Regions from separate parts of the Mus musculus genome. Here region 1 is linked to region 2. The links are chromatin contacts, called in public promoter capture Hi-C maps. All regions are on one chromosome and are shown on one strand. Each heading gives the region's core, a stretch centred on a gene start, on an enhancer-like site or on the middle of the called end of the contact. The rest is flanking DNA. Distances are from core to core; before and after follow the strand shown.

Region 1 (5,919 bases), core at 1,950-4,449, 190 kb before region 2:
GACCACTTAACCAACAACTAACTACCAACTGGCTAACCAGCGGGAGCGATGCCCTTCGGGGCTCTAGCACTTATATACCCTTTCAAGAGTCCCCAGAATTCCAAACATCATACACTTGTGGAAACTACTGGCAGCTGGCAAAATCACACCCCCCACAAAAGCATGAGAGCAGCTCCGTATCCCATACCTGAGATCAAAACAAAACCATATTCATGTAACATTTCTGTATTTAAAGAAACTAAAATTCTCACTACAAAACTGTCCTTGGCTAGTCCTTGTGATTTACAGTATACTCAGGATCCGCTGCTTCTTGGTAAAGGTAGGTTGGCTTCTGTATCCTGATCTGTCTGTCCTTTGCTATACCCTTGACCTGTTACTTACAACTTCATGTAGTTCCTTACCTACACAAAGGGACAATTTGTACCTTTCTAAATGGGGTGTTGTATGTATGGTTTTTAGTATGTACATAGAGTAAGCACCTGAAAATGGAAGCCATTTTCTGCTCACAATGTGTTACTGTTGGTCAGTTCCACGAGTTATTTTTTTTTCTATTAGATGACTGATAACTAAGTCCCACACAGAAACCTTTGTGATGTCCAGAGTTTTATAAATAGGAAGTGAAGTCTGCATTCAAATGTCTTTGAGACATGAGAGGTACCACCTAAAACCCAGGGAAACCCACATTTAACCTCACAGGCCTAAGCTCTTACTCCTTCTAAATGTATATGGCTGTTTTGCCTGCATGTATATGTCTGCACTGTTGGGGTGCCTGGTGCTTGTGGAGAAAAGGGTGACGGGTCCTTTGAAATCAAACACATGAATGTGAGAGCTGCCAGATGAGTGCTAGGAACTTAGTCTGGGTAAAGCTTCAGTGCTCTTAACTGCTGAACCATCTCTCCAACCCTCTATACTGAAAATAAATCCAGAAGTTGAGGACACACACTAAATCTCTCCTGAGTCATCCTAGCTCCAATTCCAATTCACCGTCTAAGCTACAGCTTGCCTATTCTTTCTGCACCTATAAGCTTTCCCCAGCGATGGCAGACAAATAGTCTTTGCTAAGACAGTTGAGGGTGGCATTTCAGTCTTTCTGGACCACCTACCCCGAAGTTTCCAAGTAACTCTAGAGAGCTTCCTCTTACCTGACTATGCCCATGCTGGGAGTCCTCCACAAGGGAAGGCAGACTGGGTGATGATGCTGAGTCTGTGGAGGTACTAGTGACCAGTTCTCCTAAAGCATCAACTTGTCTCCTCAGACTGTGTAGGGTGCCCTCTGTCTGCTGCTTTCCTTTGATCAATACTTCTGCTTGCTTAGACATACAGTGTCGAAGTTGAGCCTGGAAAGTGTTATCAGATGTGGGGTTTACATGGAAGAAATGCTCCTGAATGTACTCTGCTTCTTCACATTTGATAAACAAGCTAACTTTAATAAACAGATATGAGGGTAGGGCATGGCAGTAATCACCAATCCTTGCACTGGGGAAACAGGCCAGACAGCCCCAAATTCAGGGCTACCCTGTAGTACTAGGATATTCTAGGGTACAGAGAGACCCTGTCTCAAGGAACAGCGTTATAGAGGTTAAAGAACACAGCTTGACACCAAGATTCTAGATTGGACCCAGTGCCTTGCATGTGCTAGACAAGTGCTGTACCACTGGGCTATCCTCCAATGCCCTAGAATTCAGATGGGCTTGAATGCTGATAGCCATTTGCTATCTGTAATGTCAGCTTCTCTGAACGTCTTAAGTGTGATCTATAAGCATCCTCCTGAGTGTTGCAGTAGACTGCACATGGAAATCTTTCCCTACTCTTGCCAAGTGCCAATTATCTCACAGGGACTTTCTCTGGTTTTTTAAGAGGCAACCTTGAGTTGATCTTCATGGCGGCGCAGCCTTTGACGGAGTGCTTCTCCACGCCAGTGTTCATCCTTTTTCAGAGAGAAAAGGAGACCAATGAGTCACCGACTGCCACAGGTGGGAGCCAACCATCTTTCCCTCCCTCCCTGGTGCTCCCAAATCTGTTTTTAGCTTTCTCGGGGGAGGCGGGAATCAGATTCTCACTCTGAAGCCCGGGACAGCTGGACAAACGTTACCATGATGTGAACTTGGGGAAAGTTGGATTTTTCTTCAAAAATCCTCTCTTTTGTGGTAAACGGGAAGTTCTCTTTCAAGCTTTCCAACTCTCTTAAGTTTTCATTTCTTTCCAAAATAGACGCTAGATCTGCTGGAAGTTCTGGAAGGAACTGGTTGAGGTTCCTCAGACTGGTTCTGATTTCGTCTTTCACCTCCGACTTCAGCGTCCTCATTGCGTCACTGACCTCCATCTGCCTCCTCTCCAAGTCTTTCTGGTTTGCTACCTAAGCAGGGTGGTGGGGTCAAACATCAGGACTTAGAACTGAGTCGCTTAGTGCGTCTTACCTGGAAGATCACACACCCTGGACAGGCTCAGTTAGTACACGCAGTTCTTGATTTGCAAGCATCAGGACCCGAGTTCAATCCTCAGAACCCACAAGGCTGGGTGAGGGACCATGCTTGTCATTCCAGGACTAGGGAGGTAGAGGCAGGTCAGTCTTTGGGGCTCACTGGCCAGCCAGCCTAGCCTAGCAGTGAGCTTAAGTTTCAGTGAGAGTCCCTGTCGCAAGGCAGTAGAACAATTAGAGGAAGATATCGAGTGCTCTTCCCTGGCTCTCTACATGAACCATTTAAGTGCATGCAACACCCACACTCACAGCAAACAATCAACAGAAACAGCTGGGGAGAAGGTTCCATTAGTGCAGTGCTTGCTGGGCACGAGGACTAGAGTTGGATTTCCAGCTTTCCCATAAAAGCTAGTATAGTGGCATGTGCCTGTACCTCCGTGCTAGGGCATAAAGACAGGTTCGTGGATGGGGCATATCCTAATTGGTAAGCCTCAGGTCCCAGTGAGAGCTAGTGAGTTAGTTAGTTTTATGTCAGCTTAACACAAGCTATAGTCATTTGGGAAAAGGGCCTCTCAATTGAGAAGATGCCTCCCTAAGACTGGCCTATAGGTGAGTGCATCAGGCGGTTTCATGACTGCTGACTGATGTGTGTGTGGGGAGGAGGGGGTCCCACAGACTGTGGCGGGGCCACTCCTAGGCTGATGGTCCCGAGTTGTACAAGAAAGCAGTCTGAGCAGGCCATGAGAAGAACGCTAGTAAGCAGCTTCCTGCCAGTAAGCAGAGTTCCTCCAAGTTCCTCCAAGGCATGCTTCACTTCCTGTCCTGATGAAGTGTGGCCTGAGGGCTGCGAGCTGAAATTAACCCCTTCCTTCCCAAGGTGCTTTTGGTCATGGTCTTTTAGCATAGCAACAGAAACTCTAAGATGGGAATCTTGTCAAAAAGCAAGGTGGACATCTGAGGAATGGCGCCTGCGTGTGATCTTTGCCCTCCACATGTATGTGTACAGATGTATATTGCTACAGACAAGGGCATGGGTGCGCATGCACACACACAACACAAAAAGTCAGCCAGTAAACTTGCAAGCATGAAGACCTGAGCTCAAGCCCCAGAACACACATAACCGTGCTGGGCATGGGGGCTCACTGCAGGCCAGTCCATCTAAACACATGCTGGCATTCCTGAGAATGAGAGCCAAGGCTCCTCCCACTCCCACACACATATCCACCAGCACACTCAGGTCCTGGGCCTGCACACCCACTTAAAGCCAGTCAGCTGAGCTGGCTTAGCAGGTAAGGCACTTGTTAATAAGCCTCACACCGAACTGAATCCTCAGAGCCCAGTTCACGAGCAGAACGGCCTCCCACAAGTTGTCTTCTGACCTCCTCATGCTCACCACGGTGTGGGCGCACACACGTACACATTCACACATAACCATAAATCTGTAAATAAATAAGATCACTTTAAAACGCTAGTTCATGGGCTGGTGAGATGGCTCAGTGGGTAAGAGCACCCGACTACTCTTTCGAAGGTCCGAAGTTCAAATCCCAGCAACCACATGCTAGCTCACAACCATCCGTAATGAAATCTGACTCCCTCTTCTGGAGTGTCTGAAGACAGCTACAGTGTACTTACATATAATAAAAATAAATAAATCTTTTTTAAAAAAAAGCTAGTTCATTTAATTTTAAGAGTAGATTTTCAACCAATTCTTTTTCCTTAAGTTTATGTCTAAATTTTAAGGCTAAGAAAAAAATTAACTTGAAGAACACTCTTTACAGTCAGCTTTCACAAGTCCCACATTCCTGTTAAAGAGATACTGACAACAATAAACCCTGCCTGTGCCCGCACAGTGGCCCGGGCTGGTCAGCTGGGGTTCTGGGGTGCACACCTGTTTCTTGAGTTCCAGGTACTCCTGCTGCATCTGGCTCAGCTCCTTCATGAGGCGCCTGGCCCTCTCGTGGTTGTCCTGGGCCACCAGCTCAATTGTAGCCATTTCCTTTTGCATGCAGCTGTTCTCCTGCTTCTGCTCCTAGCATGCAGGGAGGCAAAGGACTTTGCAGACACACACGGGTTCCACACTCACCAGCAATGTAAAGACCTCAGTTTCTACAACTGTGAAATGGAGCATTCTGGAGGCAGGTGTAGTGTGACTGGGAGAATTTGAATCCAGTGTTTGAAGCCAAATCTTTAGCAGTACCTCTGACAAGTCACCTTCCCCTCCCTCAGCCCCATCAGTGACCCATGAAAGGGCAACATCCTTCAGGGGCTGTAGGGATTATCATTTATTGATTTGAGACAGGGTCTCACTGTGTAGCTCTGGTTGGCCTGGAACTCACTGTAAGACCAGGCTGGCCTCGAACTCACAGAGATCCTCCAGCCTCTGGTTTTGAGTCTGGGATTAGAGGACTGGGCCACCATGGCCAGCTTAAATCTATCTTTCCGATCATCCTGCCCAAGTCCTAGTTAAAGCACACCACCTTCTGATAACGCATCAGATTTCCTTCATACAGCAGTTCTACTAGTCCCTCCAGAGAGCGCTGGAAACAGCCACTCCTGGAAACACTGTGCACACTGCTCTGACTGATGTCATCACCACCCCACCCCTTAGGTCATGGGTAAAAGCATGGTAGACCAGGCTTCCTGGTTTTAACGCTTGATAAAAATTAATGCTGAACAAAAAGGGCAGATTGCCACAAACAGGCTGCCTGAGGCTCTGCAAAGGTGCCTACCAACCCAATGCCTAGAGCCTGCAGTGGGCTGAGCAGAGGGCAGAGCTCCCTACTGTGCTGTGCTGTCCACAGGATGGCTGCTGGCAGCCAAGACTCACTGTGTGCTTCAACAATCAATTATGACAAAATACACCAATAATAACCACTGGGGTAGGGCCTGGGTTGATGGATGATTTATTTTCTTCATAATGAAGCTGTGTATAAGAAAAATGCATGTGTCAAGTCGGGTAAACGTATTGATTTCCCTACACTCCCAGGGCAGCAAACACTCACCAGGAGGTTTTTCTCCAGCTGACTGCGCTGGATCTTCAGTGCTTCCTTTAGCCCGGCCACCTGCTTCTCTGCCTTCTTCCTTTCTGTTAAGAACTGGTTCCTCAGGAGGCTGAAGTCGGCCCTCATATCGTCAGCCTCTTTCTGCAGGGCCAGCAGCTCACCTGACTTGGCCATTAGCTGCTGCTCCCGTTCTGAAAGCTGCTGTTCTGGAATGTGAGTGTGCACACTTAGTAGGGTTGGCCGTGGCCCTGGGCCAGCTGTGGGCAGAGCCCTGTGCTCCTTAGTGCAGGCTGCCTGTTAGTGAGTGGAATGTTCCCTACTCTGCTGTTTCCCTCTAGTACTGGCTCGCACAAGTCTGCGGCCTACTCCACAGGCTCAAGAAAGTTTCGCCAAGGGAGAGCAAACTGACTCCAAAGTAAATCCAACTCTAGCTTAGCTCATGCATTCAACCTTCGGCTGCTGACACTGTGTTTCCCAATAGCTGAGGTCACTACTCCC
Region 2 (5,867 bases), core at 2,284-4,783:
CAGCAAATGACATAGCCACCTTTTGCCTTCAGCGTTTCACTTTAAGTTATTTAAAGCACCCTTTTAAAATGTGTGTTATTTAAGCATCACATTTATTCGTGTGTGCATGTGCACGTATCGATGATATGCATGGGGGAGGTCAGAGGGCAACTTGCAGGAGGTGGCTTTCTCCTTCCGCCACATGGCACCTGGGCATTGGGCTCAGCTCATCCCGCTTGGAATCAAGTAACTTTCCCTGCTGGGCCATCTTGCTGACCCTTAAAACACATTTAAAATGGAATAAGTGATTTATTAAATAGCTTAAGCTTATTGTCCTATTGATATCTTCCAAACAACTAATCTCCCATTTCAGCGACTCTGAATTCTCCAGTCGGTGGGATTATAAGTCTGAATCTTAATACATTTTTAGTGACATCTATCTTCTTGGTAAATTCTGTCAAGAATTTCAAGTCAGAAAACACTTTGTTCTTGGAGAGAGACAGAGGGGGAGAGGAGGAGGGAGGGGAGGGGGAGGGGGAGGGAAGATTAGATTGAGGTATACAGATATAAAAAAAGGGGGGGCTAGGGTATAGTGCTAGAATGCTTACCTAATCTGTTCAAGACCCCAAATTCAATGTATGTTACTATTACACAGAAGTGAACAAGGGGGGCTTAGCTAATACTCTGAGACATGAAAGTAGGCTTAAACAAAGGGGAAACTCGACAGGTCAAACATGGGGAAGACTGTGTTCTGGGCAGAAGTATCAAGTCATAGCTACTTCTGAGTCCCTTAGGAGTCCCAGAGTTATCTTCCCTTAAATTTGTAATCCCTTCACACCATATGCCTTTCTAGAAAGCTGACCTGTGTCAGCTACCAAATACTTTGTTAATTGGGTACATAAGTAATGCACAGCTCTTAAACAGTGGTCCTGAGGCTTTGAGAGGCTATACCACTCCGTGGCTCTTGCTTTGCTCTTGGCACTTTTCCTGTGGTATCGCCCATTCTCCCTAGTAGTTCTGCAGTAATGCCGAGTCAGCGTTCCGAGGAGAGGCTAAGGCCTTACTACAGGGAGTTTAAGTCAGTGGCCAGAGCCACGCAGTGGGAACCAGCACTGCTGGGTTTTAACCCGGACAGTCTGGCTCCAGAGTCTCAGTCAACCACAGGAGTAGAACATCTTCAGCAATTTTCACCTCTCTGAGGATAGGAGCAGCTCGAGAGAGGTCATAACTAAAGATTAATGTGACTGTGATAAGCTGCCTTGTGTGTATGTCTCAGGGGAAGCTGCTGATGAGAATTCGGAGGTCACCTTCATTAAAAAGATGAGCTGTACCAATGCCAACCTGGTGAAAGGGAAGCAGTATTTAATCATGGGCAAAGAGGTTCTGCAGATCAAACACAATTTCAGTTTCAAGTAAGTCACCAGCATTAACTGCCTCTCTGGCTTCACTGTCCTTTAATACATTCGCGTTCCATTGGTACCTTAATTTCGACCAGCAAGTGAATCATTAGAATTGGCTACCATCACTGTACCTAAAGCCTTGGCTGAGGGATCAACCAACCAAGAGCCTGATGGAAATTGAGAATACATGTCTACATCCACCAGCCTGCACCCTCATATGCAAAGAATTCTAAGTGTAAATAGGATGTTTAAATATGCACCTTATTATCTGTAAAGAGCTGGCCTTCTGAGCTGAGATGACAGCTTCATCAGTAAAGTCCTTGCTGGGCAAGCATGAAGAACTGGCGTCAGTGACCAGAAGAACTATATCAAAACAAAAAAAACAAAAACAAAAGCAGGCATTGGGTCTGGAAAGATGGCTCTGTGATTGAAAGCACAGGCTGCTCTTCCAAAGACTCCAGGTTCGACTCCCAGCACCCATATGATGGCTTACAATAACCTGGAACTCCAATTCCAGGGGATTGTATTCTCTCTTCTGGGCTCCGTAGGCACCAGACATCATGTGTGGCGCACAAACATACAGGCAGACAAAACAGCCACACACATTAAATACATAATAAATAATCAGCTTTTTTAAAAAAGACAAACACACACTAAGTGGTGCACACTTTTGGTCTCAGCGCTGGAGAGACAGACAGGTGGATGGATCCCTGGGGCTCACATGTCAGGCCGTCTCACCTGCTGGCAAGTTCTAGGCCATTAAGAGGCTTTGTCTCAAAAAAAAAAATGTAGACAGTGCATGAGGAAGAACACCCAAGGTTGACCTCTGGCTTCCATTAAGTATGGAACATTGCTGCACCATTACCAATACCAACACTGTTTCCATTTTGCCTTGCTAGGTATATATACCCTCTAGATTCCTCCACCTGGATTGAATATTGGCCCACAGACACAACGTGTCCATCCTGTCAAGCATTTGTAGAGAATTTGAATAACTTTGCTGAAGACCTCTTTTTAAACAGCTGTGAATGAAAAGTTCTGCTGCACGAAGATTCCTCCTGCGGCGGGGGGATTGCTCCTCCTCTGGCTTGGAAACCTAGCCTAGAATCAGATACACTTTCTTTAGAGTAAAGCACAAGCTGATGAGTTACGACTTTGTGAAATGGATAGCCTTGAGGGGAGGCGAAAACAGGTCCCCCAAGGCTATCAGATGTCAGTGCCAATAGACTGAAACAAGTCTGTAAAGTTAGCAGTCAGGGGTGTTGGTTGGGGCCGGAAGAAGAGACCCACTGAAACTGTAGCCCCTTATCAAAACATATCCTTGCTTGAAAGAAAAATACCAAGGACAGAAAATGCCATAAAATCTTGACTTTGCACTCAACTGTGTTGAAAATGGTGTTATTTTATGCTGGCTCAGCCTCAGGCACACCCAGGGGATGGGAGAGATCTGTCAGTAGAGGACCTTGACCCGGGAAGGCCACCCCCAGCCTGGCCTCCTGAGCAGGCAGGGGAGTTGCTCTGCACTCTTGCTTTCTCTGTGCCCCTGACAGGAAAGCCTTTTGCTCTCCCAGCTGCCTCTCCCTCTCAGTATCCATTTCCCCTGGAACTTACTCTTGCCAGTAATTGCTCTACCAGAAGACAAAGCCCCGTGCAAAAGCCCCGGGAAAGGAAACCAAGACTCTGGAGACTGTCATTCTGGCCCGGACCTAGTCTCTCTTGGATCCTCAGTCTGTGCTGTACACAAATGACTTACACAGAGGTTAGATTTCAAGTGACATCATGTGTCGCACTTCAGGTCTCAGGAGTTCACGTAGAGATCCCCACTCAGTGGCTCCAGAGTCTCCCAAAGTACAGGGATGCTCATAATCACCATTTTAGAGTTGCCAAAATGGAGGCTCCAAAACATACAGCAAACCCCCGGGGTATCCCAGGTCCACACTCCTGCCCAGCCCTCTACTAGATTTTTCAGATGAAAGCCAATGTAACCAGAGTTTCTTAAAGCATAGGCTAACTGAATTAACATAAGAAACGTGTAAATAGGTCGCTGACTAGGCAACAAGGACAAAAGGAATCTACCCTTCACCACATCGAGACTAGCAAGGCAGCGTGTCTCATTATTGGCAGAGACTTTTCTACTTCCAGGAACTTCTGTGTCACTGCCCACAGTGCGCATGCAACCACGATGCCAAGCAAGAGTGGAAGGGCTCCAGCTAATTGTGCCTGCGCCTGGCCCCTGCCTCTCCTTGCTGAGGGTAGCGGGGGCCCTGCTTCCATGGCACAGGCCTCCAGGCTATTAGGCTTCTGTCCCCAACTGTGGTGGCAAATAGGCCAGACCACAGTCACCAGATGAAGCCATAAATGCAGCTGAACTGTTGATAGCGTGTGTCATCTCCTCCTCTACCCGACACCTTCTGAGCATGCTTCCTTTAGTCACGTTTTGTGACACCCCAGACTGAGCCAAATCCTGACTCAGCCTGCACTCCTCCTCCGAGACTCTTGCACACCTGCCATCGTTTAATCTTATAGAATTGTGTAGCGTGTGGCAGCCTGAATCCATTATGAGCTCCACATGGGCAAGTGTGCTGGTTCAGCTGGTACAAAGGAATAGTCCTCTGAGGGGGGAGTGCGGATGATTATAAGAAAGATGGAAAATATATATATATAAGAGAAAGATGGAAAAGAAGACTCAGAGACAAAGTTTAGACATCGGAAGGGCTGTCTGGTCAGCACTGCGGCAGCCTCCACTTTAATTCTCTTAGGCTTTATATATTTTACAGCATTGTGGGAAACAAAGCCACAAGCTAACAGAAACAATTCGCTTAAACGTACAGAAAATATCCGTTCCCGCCCCAAAGGCCTCTGCTTTTCCACCAAGGTTAATGGAATCTTCAGCCCCTAGCCTTGCACCTCAGGTGTACCTCTCACGGTTCCATTGCCTCAGCAGGCCGGGAAATCTGCCGACAGGTGACAGGTCCCGACCTGCCTTGACTCTGCCTGCCAAGCAGACTTTTACTTTCTATTTTTTCCCTCTGCTTCAGAGAAGCAGCGAAATGGCTCCCAACAGGTAAGGTCTGAGAGCATTCTCTTCACCTTATTTTCCAGTGTCTGTCACGATGCCAAGAACTTGACAGGGATCCAGGAAGCTCTTGCTTGTGGGCTACCCTACCAACAGATGTTGAAGAATATCAAGATCCAAGTCCTAGACTCAGCTTGGCCCCTAACTGGTAGATTTAGCTCCCTAAATCCCTCTGATAGTCTGAGAAAACAAGGGGCCTAGATGTTTCTCTCTACAGTGCTAAAATTATCTAATACTCTCATGGTGAGAAACAGGAAACAGAAACAAAGGCAGGCATGCATGCAGCAGTGGGGTCTATAAATGTAAAGAGAGCTGAGGATGCCATCCATAGCTTCTGAGGGAAGGGTGCAGGACCTAGCGAGGTGAGGGGGCATGAGGGCCTTCAAAGCAGAAGCGAGACACATAAGCAAGTCACCCCAGAGGTTAGCCAGAACGGCAACAGTTTCCATAGAGGAGCGCTCTGAAGCGAATGCCGAGAAACACAGAAGCAGTTCGTCCAAGTCCTGGTTTAAAATCTTCTTTTATCATAAGTGTGTCCAAAAGTAACTCTGAGGAAAAGTCTAGATTTTTCTTAAGGAAAAGCTAACCTGACACATAAATAATTGAGATTTAAGAAGTTCATCTTCTGGTGGGCAGATGGCAGAGTCAGGAAAACTTAATTCCCAGACTCTATAAAGTGTGGGGAGTGGTGACATATACTTGTAACCCCGTTGCTGGGCAGGTGGGGACAGGTGGGTTAAAAGAGCTCTCTGACCAACCATCCTTGTTTTGGTGAGTCTCAGACCATGTCGAAGAAGGAGAAGGAGGAAGAAGAGAAGAAGGTAGAGGAGGAAGAGGGACAGAAGGGCTGGGTTTTTTTTTTAAAGATTTATATATTTATTATATATAAGTACACTGTAGTTGTCTTCAGACATTCCAGAAGAGGGAGTCAGATCTCGTTACAGATGGTTGTGAGCCACCATGTGGTTGCTGGGATTTGAACTCAGGACTTTTGCAAGAGCAGTCGGTGCTCTTACTCACTGAGCCATCTCACCAGCCCAGGGCTGGTTTTAATAAGCATATTGCTTGATCATCTTTGTTGCGGCCTGGAATGAAGCTTCTGTAAACACGGCAGGCGACCCAGGTCATGTGGCCTCTGTAGCAGCTAGCTGCTCTGCAACCACGTAGTCCAAACACAGCGGGGGACAACACATAGGGAGCTCAGTGGATTTGACCCTTGGGCAGCAGCATAGCCCCCCTTGACCATGACCATCAGCAGGAGGCAGACTATGTGAAGCAGAAGCTAGTCGGTGAGCAGATGTGCCGAGAAAGCTCATGTCTCAGAAACCAGCAGAAAGATCATGCAGACTCAGGATGGAAAAAGCCAACAGAGGCATGCAAGGAATGGGATTGTCTAGAACAAGAGAAACTGA

Evidence for each region. Capture Hi-C pulls out chosen DNA fragments and counts their contacts.
Region 1: a contact with region 2 is called in a promoter capture Hi-C map of adipose tissue. The contact joins two enhancer-like sites. A contact is called at or near these places in 1 of 39 promoter capture datasets (liver) and 2 of 9 other capture datasets (adipose tissue and liver).

What each region holds. Positions count from the first base shown.
Region 1 is chr2:35,171,546-35,177,464 of GRCm38.p6, reverse strand. It overlaps Cntrl (centriolin), which reads right to left. Exons shown (of 44, transcript NM_001379274.1): 38 at 5,422-5,627; 39 at 4,308-4,448; 40 at 2,093-2,356; 41 at 1,865-1,927; 42 at 1,143-1,337. Among named protein-coding and RNA genes, the nearest start is that of Rab14, 27 kb to the left of the region's middle. Within about 2 kb of position 3,199, at least 58 of the 459 cell types and tissues checked have an H3K27ac peak or open chromatin away from gene starts, as enhancers often do. A contact at or near this core is called in adipose tissue, where this site is marked.
Region 2 is chr2:34,980,222-34,986,088 of GRCm38.p6, reverse strand. It overlaps Hc (hemolytic complement), which reads left to right. Exons shown (of 41, transcript NM_010406.3): 40 at 1,256-1,391; 41 at 2,279-2,760. The coding sequence ends at 2,411. It overlaps Gm52552 (a long non-coding RNA gene), which reads right to left. Exons shown (of 3, transcript XR_003954034.1): 3 at 1,666-1,742. Among named protein-coding and RNA genes, the nearest start is that of Gm46733, 20 kb to the right of the region's middle. Within about 2 kb of position 3,533, at least 75 of the 459 cell types and tissues checked have an H3K27ac peak or open chromatin away from gene starts, as enhancers often do. A contact at or near this core is called in adipose tissue, where this site is marked.